2 separate regions of the Capra hircus genome follow, and region 1 is linked to region 2. The links are chromatin contacts, called in public Hi-C maps. All regions are on one chromosome and are shown on one strand. The core of a region is the stretch at or near the end of the contact, and the rest is flanking DNA. Distances in the headings are between cores, read along the strand shown.

Evidence for each region. A called contact is a pair of places that touch in the nucleus more often than the background predicts.
Region 1: a Hi-C map of blood shows a contact between it and region 2, with 2.9 times the contacts expected there. The contact joins two enhancer-like sites. A contact is called at or near these places in 2 of 5 Hi-C or Micro-C datasets (both in blood).

Annotation. Positions count from the first base shown.
Region 1 is chr4:115,014,260-115,020,062 of ARS1.2, forward strand. No RefSeq gene overlaps it. Among named protein-coding and RNA genes, the nearest start is that of FIGNL1, 42 kb to the right of the region's middle. Within about 2 kb of position 2,607, at least 1 of the 5 cell types and tissues checked has an H3K27ac peak or open chromatin away from gene starts, as enhancers often do.
Region 2 is chr4:114,761,571-114,767,511 of ARS1.2, forward strand. The region is part of intron 7 of C4H7orf72; the gene reads left to right. Among named protein-coding and RNA genes, the nearest start is that of C4H7orf72, 55 kb to the left of the region's middle. Within about 2 kb of position 3,536, at least 1 of the 5 cell types and tissues checked has an H3K27ac peak or open chromatin away from gene starts, as enhancers often do.

The DNA.
Region 1 (5,803 bases), core at 1,357-3,856, 250 kb after region 2:
GAGAGCAGCCCAGCACAGCTGCCAGGCAGGCCTGGAGCTCAGGTGCTGCCTACACAGCCTGGATCTTCCCTGCCTTCCCCAAGAGCCTGGCCCTTGCTGCCTGTGACCGGGGTGGGGCGGGTGGAGATGGAGCCGCTCAGCTCCTAGAATAGAACTTTTGCCTCATGGCCAGGCTCCCGTCCTCCCATTGGCCTCTCCCAGCATTAACCCAAACTCCCAGTTCCCAGCTCAAGACCGCCTCCAGATTCCCTTACCCACACCGCCTTCCCCAGGCCCTGGGGCATCCAGAAATCCCCCATGACCCTGGTTCTCAAATGCAGCTCAGAATCACCTGGCTGGTTCTCAGAAATGGAGTTTCCAAAGGCCCACTCCTGACCTTTCTGGAGCAGGAGGTCTGCGTGGGGTCCACCTGCCTCCAATGGGGCCAGTTCCTCGAGTCCAGACAAGCTGACCCCACCCACCTGGCCCCCATCAAGGCAGACACAGCCTTAACCCTCTCCTCCAACCCAGCCACCTCCCTCTCTCCTCCAGCCTAGCCACCTCCCTCTGTTTTGACAGAGGAAGAACTTAATAATTGATTATTAGTGAAGTGAGTAATTATTCAAAATTAATAATGTCTCTCTCTTCCCCTCTTAAATTTAAAACAACCCGTGCACGTGTGCTAACTCGCTTCAGTCAGGTCCGACTCTGTGATCTTATGGACTGCCGCCCGGCAGGCTCCTCTGTCCATGGGATTCTCCAGGCAAGAATACTGGAGTGGGTTTGCCTGACGAGAAAAGTCAGAGAGGGGAAAACCAAAATACTAGCTGTGCTACCTGTGAAACCTAGATTAGAGGAACCAGCTTCAGTGCCTGACCACTGTGGACTTGCTGAGTCCAGGCAGACTTGCCCAGCCGGATGCAGGTAGGATTTAAACTCAGGCACCGCTTGAGGAGGCTGAGCCCTCGCCCTGCAAGAAAGGGGAGGGGGAGCGGAACCCTCATCCTGCAGGCAGCAGAGCCCAGGAAAGCAAGAGAAAGCAGGCTCAGTGCCTGCAGCCAGAGGAGCGTGAGGAGGAGAGAAGCAGGTGCAGGGGAGCCCCCGGAGGCAGAGAAGAGAGTGGCGTAATGAGAAGCCGGCGAGCAAGGAGAGGAGCAGGCAGGAGGCCTGCAAGGGGGGAAGGCATAACCTACCAGCAGCGGGGCTGCAGAGGGTTTGACTCTCTCTCCCTGGGGTGTGGTCTCCAGGAGCAGGGTTGTTTTTATTCCTGCCATATCTTCAGTGTCAAGAAGAGTTACCTGGCACATAGTAGGTGCTTGGTATGGTCTGAATGCGTCTCTCCAGAAATCATATGTGGAAATCCTGCCTCCCAAAGGTATTTGGAGGTGGCCGTTTGGCAGGTGACCAAGTCATCAGGATGGAGTCCTCGTGGTGGGATTGCTACGTACTAAGTCACTTCAGTCGTGTCCGACTCTTCAAAACCCCATGGACTGTAACCCGCCAGACCCCTCTATCCACGGGATTCTCCAGGCAAGAATACTGGAGTCTGTTCCCACGCCCTCCTCCAGGGCATCTTCCCAATCCGGGGATGGAACCCGCATCTCTTCCCACTAGCGCCACCTGCTGGGATTGGTGTCCTAATAAAGAGGCTTTAAGGGGCTCCCTCACCCTTGTCTCCTGTGAGGACAGCGAGAAACCCACCACCGGGAGTGGGGCCTCACCTGGCCCTGACTGCAAGACTTCCAGCTTCCGGAACTGCGGGAAATGAACTTCGTTGTTCACAAGCCGCCCGGTGTCTGGCAATTTGTGACAGCAACCAACAGACTGAGGTGCGGGTCCGTAAGCACGGACGCGTGTGATTGTCTCCTGAAGATGACTGAGGTGACTGCACGCGGAGCACTTGTGAGGTGCTGGCCCCAGGCCTCAGGTCCGGTGTGTGCGCGGTTAGTGGGGGGCAGGGGCAGCGTGGGCTGCGCAGGGGGACTGAGCGGGGGAGCTGGGGAGGCACTGGGTCACGAGAATGGGTCAGCTGTGAAGACAGGTCACAGTCTGAGAGTCAGGTGGTCTAGAGCGAGAAAGCAGGATGGACCCAGGAGGCGCCCGAGGGCAGAGCGAGCTGGGAGGGCGGCCGAGCTCTGTTCCCACGGAGACGAGGGCGATGGTCCCAGACAGGAGGGGAGCCCGGCGCCCAGGCCCCCTCCACGAAGGAGAGGCCGAGCAGCAGGCCCAGCACAGCAGCTGAGACCAGGAGCGGGCTGTGAAGAAGCTGCCAGCTGAGCACCCGGACACAGGCCGTGACAGTTGGCGGGGGGCCCGGGGAGGGAGATGCCGGAGGCAGGGATGGGCTGGGGACCCCTGAGGCTGATGCTGGCAGGAAGGAAATGGGGAACTTGGTACAGCCTGGACCTCAGGCCTCAGCTGGGACCAGATGCTTCTAAACATGCCAAGTTCTGGGCTGTATTTTCCTAAGGAGGAAGGTGAAAACCTCAGTGTGAAGTCCCCTCACTTTTTCCGCTTTTTGGGGAAGCCAAGGACAGGAACAAGGCATAATCCCTGTGTGCTGTCTCCTCTGGGCCCCCACCCCGCTCCCCCAGCATGGGCTGCCCGCGCCCCCTCCCTGGCAGCGGGCTGCTGCGCCAGCCCAGCAGGTGGGCTGTGGCTACGGGGATTGCAGGGCGGGAAGCAGATGTGGCCCCCGCAGTCCCCAGGCACAACTGGAGGCTGGCTGCCTGGGGAGGAGATTTGCATAATAAGGATAATTTGGTACCAAAGCTGTCCCCTGAAGTGAACTGCCTGGATCTCGGTGCAGTTAACAAATTTCACTTCTTCTTTCCCATGTTTTGTCAGACCAACTAGATGTGACGTTCAGTGTGTGAATTGTCCAAAGATACCTTCTTTCTCCCTGCATGATTCCGGCCTCCCTCCCTCTGCTCTGCCTGATCCGGGGCCTCCCGTGCCCAATCCCAGGGTCTCTGGCCCCCAAAGGCAGCGCAGCAGTGCCTGCCCCACTCAAAGCCTTGCTCCCTCTCAGAGGGACCCCACGGTGGGACTCCAGGCCTCCGAGCACCTTGCCTCTGCTCCCCGCACCTGCCTCTGTGTCCCCGTCAGCTTCCTCCCTCCTGCTTCCTGTGGGCAAGGGCGGACCGAAGCCCCGCAGTGAGGAGGGCATGTGGTCTCGGCCCTCGGCTTGATTCCCCTTTCAGGGCCCTCCTCCCCCTGGGCACTACCCTTCAGAAAACCCGTGTGGCTCCCCTGCCCATACCCAGGTCCCACTCCTTTAAGTATCACGATTCTTTGAAGCTGCCTTTAAACCATCCTACAAGAAAACACTCATACGTGTTACTGTTCAAAAATAAAATAGGTGCAGTGCATTCTGGGGGGGCTCCCCTGGTGCCTCAGTGGTAAAGAAACCGCCTGCACGTAGGAGCTGCAGGGTCGATCCCTGGGTTGGGAAGGTCCCCTGAAGGAAGGCATGGCAACCCACCCTAGCATTCTTGCCTGGAGAATCCCATGGACAGGAGCCTGGCGGGCTACGGTCCATGGGGTCCAAAGAGTCAGACTCGAGGGTGACTGAACAGCCATGTGCTTGAGGGTCTGTGCCAACCCCAGGAGCCCTGGAGTCAGGGAGCCTAGTCTGGGGTCCAAGTCCACCCCTTGCAGATGTCATCTGGTCTGATCAGGACCTGATTCTCCGCATCACTCCAGGCGTCTAACCTTTGGCAGCCTGGCACCTAGGCTTCTGCATATGATGAGCCCACAGGCCCTGGAATGCTCCCCAAGCCGTGCCAGCTGCTGAGCTAGGCGTGTAACAAGGCTGAACCTTTGTTCTTAACTAATCTTTGGAGCTGTCTCAAGGCCAGATCTCCAGGCTTCCGAGCTAAGTCTGTCTCAGGCCTCACATGGTGCTCTGTTAAGTGGCTGCCTCCTCCATTGGACTATGAGGCAGAGGTCTTGCCTCATCATCCCCAAACTTCACTCCCCAGAGGGCACATGGCACAGGGCACACTTGTCCCCTGCTCCTTGAGGTCTGTGAAGTCTTATCCCACCAAGATGATGGCCTGGACCCCCCCCCCCCCAGCCCAGGGCTCTTCCTCCTGAATCCGCCTCCCATTTTTCCACATGCTTCAGGGCCAACATCGTCTCCCCAGAGAAAGACAGGAGACAATGGGACACAGGCCTCAGGCTCCCGAGGTCTCCAGGAGGGCCCTCTCCTGTGGGCCCTGGCAGGGGCCCGCATCCAGGGGATAGGCTGGGCAGTCCTGGGGGACGCAGCCGATGGGGAGGAGGAGGGTTGAGACACTGGGTAGCCACGCTCCACCGGGCACAGCTAGTCTGGGCCAGAGGCAGAGAGGAGACAGGGGCCTGTTTACAGAACAATTAAAGCTGCAGAAAGCAGGGCAAGTGGAGGACAGGGAAACAAGCAAACCAAAGGGGTAAGGAGAGAAAATAGAAGCAAGCGTGGTGGCTTCCGATCCAACTGCATCGACCTTCATCTTAAACATCATTGGTCTAAACACACCACTTGAAACGCAGACGCTGTCAGAGTGGATCCACAGACAAGATCCAACTACACGTCGTCCATGAAGAAGTCACTTTAAATGTAAGACACGTGGGGCCTCCCCGGTAGGTCGGACGGTACAGAATCTGCCTGCACTGCAGCAGACACAGGAAATGTCGGTTCGATCCCTGGGTCAGGAAGATTTCCTGGAGAAGGAAATGGCAACCCACTCCAGTATTCTTGCCTGGGGAATTCCATGGACAGAGGAGCCTGACGGGCTACAGTCCATGGGGTTGCAAAGAGTGGGACACCACTCAGCGACTGGGCACACGTAGATTGAAGAGATGAAGGACACCCTTTGCTAACACCAGGCAGAAGGAAGCAGGAGTTGTCATAAGTTTAGACGCAGCAGCCTTCAGGGCCAGGGAGGCTGTCCAGGATAGGGGGGCTTTACCCGATGACAAAGGGGCCAGTTCTCCAGGACAACATAGCGATGCTTAACGTGCGTGTGCCTGACAGCAGAGCACCCAACCATGCCTAGAGCCACAGGAGAGACAGACAAGGCCACTCACCGTTGGACACGCCAGCCCCTTCCATCAGAGACAGATCCCGCAGACAGAAACCCAGGGAGGACAGACGTGAGCGGAAAGGCAGGAGGAGGCGTTTGGGTGAAGAAAGTTGGCCCAGGGAAATCTGGGCCAGAGGGACGGTGGGCACCAGCCCACCAGAGGCCTGAACCTGGAAACACGTCTGGGGATGGCCATGCTGTTAACAGACTTTATGTTTCTGGGCTCCAAAGTCACTGCAGATGGTGATGGCAGCCGTGAAATTAAAAGACGCTTGCTCCTTGGACGAAAGGCTATGACAAACCTAGAGGGCATATTAAAGAGCAGAGACGTTACTTTGCCGACAAAGGTTCATAGAGTCAAAGCTGTGGTTTTTTCCAATAGTCATGTACAGATGTGAGAGTTGGACCATAAAGAAGGCTGAGCATCAAAGAATTGATGCTTTTGAACTGTGGTGCTGGAGAAGACTCCTGAGAGTCCCTTGGAAGCAAAGAGATCAAACCAGTCAATCCTAAAGGAAATCAATCCTGAATATTCACTGGAAGGACTGATGCTGAAGCTGAAGCTCCAGTTCTTTGGCAATCTGATGGTAAGAGCTAGCTCACTGGAAAAGGCCCTGATGCTGGAAAGATTGGGGGCAGGAAGAGAAGAGGGTGACAGAGGATGAGATGCTTGGACACAATCACCGATTCAATGGACGTGAGTTTGAGCAAACTCCGGGAGATGTGAAGGACAGGGAAGCCTGTCATGCTGCAGTCCA
Region 2 (5,941 bases), core at 2,286-4,785:
TCACTTTTATCCACAAGCCTTGAAGGCTGTGACATTTTAGCTGAGTCCTAAGAAAGGATTTGTCTGTTATGATTCTTGCCTCGTTTCTTGGAGGGAAATGATTGCTATTAAAAGTAGAGATTCTAAAAAAAAAGTTTAAGAGTGAACAGAAGGATAAGCTCAATTGAAAATATTCTTCTGGCATCAAATTTTCTAGCATTTTTCCTTTGAAATATACATTTGAATTTTGAAGTGTTTTATGACACATTCCTGCTGAAGAACAGAACGTATTCTTCTGGATCACTCTTCAAAGAGAGTAAAGAGCAGCCTGGCAGCATTTTAAAAGCTGAGGTGTAACATGCTGTTTACCCTGAGTGAACTTGGGAGCATGCCCTTCTACCTCATCGTGATGTTAGTGTTTTTAAGGGAAGGAAATTTGAGTGAACCATGTAGAATTGGACATTAATCGCACTTACTTAAATTGGGCACTAGAGGGCGTCCAAGGTTGCAAAGTTTCTTCTTTGAGTGAGGTTTCACTTTTTAATAGAATTTTAATGGAGCATAGGTGGTTAGTGGTAGAGTTCTCCCCTGCCCCACGGGAAGCCTCCATTGGATTTCCCACCCATGCAGCCGCAGCATCCCCTTTAAGGATTCCCTGGTGGCTCAGACAGTAAAGAATCTGCCTGCAATGCAGAAGACCTGGCTTTGATCCTGGGGTCATCAGGAAGATCCCCTGGAGAACTGAACGGCTACTAACTCCAGTATTCTTGCCTGGAGAATTCCATGGACAGAGGAACCTGGCGGGCTACGGTCCATGGTGTCACAAAGAGTCGGACATGACTGAGCAACTAACACTTTCATTCACTGTAACTTGTTAACACAGAAAAAGACTTTCCGTTTTTATTATGAGATATAGATACAAAATATTCAGTGTCCTATTTAAAATATAAAGCAAAATAACAAGGAAATGCCTGTGTCCCAGGCCTAGCCAAGGAAACAGTATTTTATTCACATCTTTTACGCTGCCTGTATCCCCCTGATGACCTCGTCTCCTGAGTTTCCTTCCCCAGCCCAGAAGTCATTACATCAGTCTTTGTGCTCATCCTCTGCTTGCTCTGCTTGGTAGCTTTGCTACATATACTTGAATCTCTAAACAAAATACTGTGTTGTTTCTGCAGTACCACACTGAGCCAAGTACAGAGATGCATGCAACGTGATGTCATCTGCATGAGGTCCAAAACCCAGAACACAGAATCGCACTTTGTGCCCAATAGAGTACCATCCTGCTCGAAAGCAAAGATGACTCTTCCTTGGTTTTCTCACCTTAAACTTTCCTAAAGGGAAACGTCTGAATGAGATCATCTTTAAGGATTTCCTCATAACCCATGACACTTAGGCCAGGAACACTGCCTGCCCCCGCCCTTTCAGTGGAAGCCGCATTTCAGACAGAGTCAAGGCTACAGACTCTTGGGTTCAGTGGTTGGAATCACCAGTTTTCCCGAAAGATGAATGCTTTCAAATATTCCTTATTCGTTGATTTTGTATTCTGGGCACCAAATCATTTGACATGCCCTGTGTATTGGTGGTGATTATGCTAATAGTTTTAAAATTAACTTTTAAAATTCTAGAACCGAATCTGATCGTTATAGAAAACAGAAAAAATTAACAGTAATAAAAATAAACTGTCGCATAAAAACATAGCTGTTATGAAGATTTCGGCATATTTCCGTCCGTCATCTGCATCCTCCGTCTTCCTTGTGTTTATATAGCTGTGATCGTGCTGCAAATGCGATTTTTACTGCATTCACTTCATCGCATCATCTTGGGCACATGTTATTATGAACTCATCATAATATTTTATTTGTGTAGATCGTAATTTTTTTATTTTTATAGATGTACTGTCTTTGACTTTCAGGGAGCTTCCCTGGTAGCTCAGCCAGTGAAGAATCTGCCTGCAGTGCTGGAGACTCCAGTTTGATTCCTGAGTCAGGAAGATCCCCTTGAAAAGGGATAGGCTACCCTCTCCAGTATTCTTGGGCTTTGCTAGTGGTTCAGATGGTAAAGAATCCTCCTGCAATGTGGGAGAGCTCGGTTCGATCCCTGGGTTGGGAAGATCCCCAGGAGGAGGGCATGGCAACCCACTCCAGTATTCTTGCCTGGACAATCCCAAAGGACATAGGCGCTTTACAGGCTATAGTCCATGGGGTCTCAAAGAGTCGGACATGACTGAGCAACTAAGCACAGCCCACGCAGCACTGTCATTGACTAGCGCATTTAGGTTACATATGTAAATGTTTTCTGTAAACATTTCTGTAAACATAGTAAAAACTATGATAAATAATGTTGTCAAATACTTTTTAAGTGAATCTTTTTCATAACTTGGAGTTATTTACTAAAGGGAGACTTCTTGCAATGGACTATGAGGTCAAAATATATCAACATATTTGCAGTGGAACCAAAGTTTACGCCCTGTGTGTGTACTCACACCTTAGTGCTAGCATTTAAGCTCACCAGATAGCACCTTCTTTTCCTTCCAAATGTGTTTATTATAAAAATAATTCAATTATATTTGTAAAAAGTAAATTAGCTCTTTCTTTCATTCTCAGTCTCAGTATTGAAAGTTGATACGTACTTTAGACTTTGCTGCGAGGCCTGCATGAATGTCTGTGTGTAGGCTGCTACACATCATTGTGTGTGCAGGTGGGGAGGTGTGGGGACGTGTAAGACTGACAGGTGCAGTGGACATTTTCCTCAGCAGTGGGCAGGGCTGTGGAAATCCTTTTTAATGGCTGTGTGATACTCCACTGCAAGGTATAGTTTACGTGGACCAAGTAGTTATTGAAATTTTTTCTGCTGTTAAAAAGTACAGCAACAAACACCCTCCACATTATCTTTGCACAGTCATGTGTATGTTTCTTTTAGAACAAATCCCTGAAAGCAGAATTCTTGCATGAGTTTTGCATTAAAATATTTTTTGATTTGGTAAGCATGACCTATTTTTAAAGGATATTCAGAGTTAAGGAATTCAAGACAGTAATTCAGTCTCCACTGAAGTTCCTAACTTCAAACTTGAGCCTCCTTTGGGAACTAGAATCCATAGTATCCACTAGATTCAACAGGAGTTCTGGAAGTTCAGGGAACTGAGTAGGAATTAAAAAAACAAGAAAGATACAAAGTCACTCCTCACTTATAATCTGTGTCAAGCAAGCAAGGGAAACATAAGGAACCCCCAATTTTTTCCAAATCTGTTCTTTATCTTTCTCCCGAATACTAGAGCCATATTCTTCGCAAGAGCGTAATGAACAGGGTGGAAGAGAAGATTTTTTCTGTTAGTACCTATCTTGTGGTTCCACGTGGTTTCAAAACAGCAGATGCGTGCCAAGTCAGGATCCCAAAGCATAGGACCTTGCCCTTTCCTAAGAAAAGGGAATGCGCTTTCTTCTGAAAGGGACCACACGGGCTCTGGCGTGTGTGCATCTCGGCTGGCCCAGCCCCTCCCTTGTCTCACCAAGGAGGACAGGAGGGGGCACACCCAGGTGACAAAGCAGAGCCCGCGCCCTCTGACCCACACCCAACCCCACCACGCCCGGTGCTTTCCAGACCACCGTTTCCCAAGCCAGCTTGGTGCTTCCACCGTGCTGCCTTCCACTCAACCTTGATCTTTTATTTCAGGACTTCACCCAGTTTCACATTCGCTGTGCCTTGACCTCAGGCATCTCTCTGATGAAGCATTTGCAAATGATACGTAACTGTCCAAAGTGATCCCAAGGCGGCCATGGGCCAAGTCCTGAGCCGGCAGAGGGGACCGCCCTGCCCTCCTGGGTGTGCTGCACCTTTAACAAAATCTTAACCACAGCCCAGCTTCAGGCCAGGCTATGAATAGCAGTTCCTTACATTGGCCCACACTTCTGCCTTTTCAGAGAACTTTCACATCGACTCTCTCATTTGTTTTTCAAAGTAGTGTGATGAGGCCAAAGGTGGGGGAACAGGCTCTCTCCCCACTTTACAGATGAGGAGGCTGAGGCAGAGTAAATGATTAAAGAGCCCCAGACACTCATTTTGTGAGCAGTTAAGAGAACAGAGCTCCCACTCCCCTGGGCCACCTGCGGCCAGTGAATGCTTCCTGGGGCCCCAGCCCTGCTCTGATCGGAGCTGTTGGCTCATTTCTGTGTCCCGTTTTGGATGGAAGAGGTAACGTTTCCCTGAGAACAGAGGGAGAAAAGCATGTCCTGTAGAACACGATGATGCTAAGAGTGAAACTAATTCCTGAGCAGATCCTGGGGCCACAGTATCTCATCATATTCAGGGACCCACAGCCCAGTGACCGGAAGCACGCTGGTGCTATTTGGACTTCTCAGCTGCTCCCTCAGCCTTCCCTCCCCTTTCCCCACCTTCCCAGGCCTGCTTCCTACTGTTGCACTAGGCCAACACTTTGCCCAGGTACCCTGGCCCCACATTCCCTGCAAGGGAACTGTGAATGTCCTCACCCCGACTTGGGCAGAGGTGGTCCCCAAAGACCCGTCCAGGGTCACAGGGCAGGGGTGCCACCCTGGAGGCAGATGCCAGCCCCCAGCACACTCAGCGCAAGCATCTGGCTACATCCCTCTCTGGTGCCCTGCTCCTAGTTTGCATCAGTCGTCTTTGCCCCACTTAGGTTCTGTGAACCTCTAGTTGTGCATTTACAGAATTTCCTCCTTAATGTGAAAGCGATCAGGAGCCTAGCCTGTTTGAGTCCTGACATAGCATGCTGCTGCTGCTGCTGCTGCTGCTGCTAAGTCACTTCAGTCGTGTCCGACTCTGTGCGACCCCAGAGACAGCAGCCCACCAGGCTCCCCCATCCCTGGGATTCTCCAGCCAAGAACACTGGAGTGGGTTGCCATTTCTTTCTCCAATGCATGAAAGTGAAAAGGGAAAGTGAAATCGCTCAGTCGTGTCCGACTCTTCGCGACCCCATGGACTGCAGCCTATCAGGCTCCTCCATCCATGGGATCTTCCAGGCAAGAGTACTGGAGTGGAATGCTGTTGTCTTCTCTGCCTGACATAGCATAGCTCTTGGTAAACAAGGGTCCAGATGACTTGAACTTGCACTACCCTTAACACAGAACAGATGCAGCTCAGCTGGGAGCCTGGGTTTCAGGGCCTTCCGGGACCACTCGGTTCCACCACCTGCCAGCCTTGTTGTCTCTGGGCACATGGCTTAGACTTGTGCTCAAGCCTCAGTGCCCACATCTCTACCATGGCATGGTCCCAGGACCAAGGACATGGAGTGTTGTGAGATTAAATAAAGCAGCCCACGTAAGTGTCACAAAGGGTATGGGCTCCTGAGGATTAGTCGGGTCTGTGTTACAGAGAGCCTGTTCATGCTGGAATTCTCATCCACGTATGCATGACTTATAATCTACGCATAACTTGGTTTTCTCCATATTTGCCTTATTTTTCTATTTGTCTTTTAATTATATGCCATCTGGGCCCCTTTTTTTTCTAACTGATTTACTAAAGTTCCTTATATTTTTCAAGTTATTTAATTTCTATTTTATTATGCTTTGTTGAGAAAAACCACTTAGTTATAAACTTAGGCAGTAATTTACTCAGTTACCCATAGCAGACCAACCCTAGGCTTATTTTGGGAATCGGGTGCCAAAGAAGGTGTTCAGAAGACTAGCAACTATGGAGCAAAGACAGACATGAAGACCGCTTATTTTTAAATGGGTTCCTGCTTCCCTTAGCTTCCCTTAAGTGAGGGAATGGGTCTGATCTTGCAGCTGACTTGGAAGTTCTCTCGGAGCTTGTACTTTTCAGTGTCTTTCATCTGAAAAACCTTACTTATCCCCATCAGCCATGGGTCTATAGAGCATCCCCCAGAATCTGCTCTCCTCTAGTCTTGTTGCTTAAGATGGAAAAAAGTTCCCCTTTGTTGTCCCTGAAAAAGGGTTAAATGGAATAGATTCTAGAAGCAGCGTGG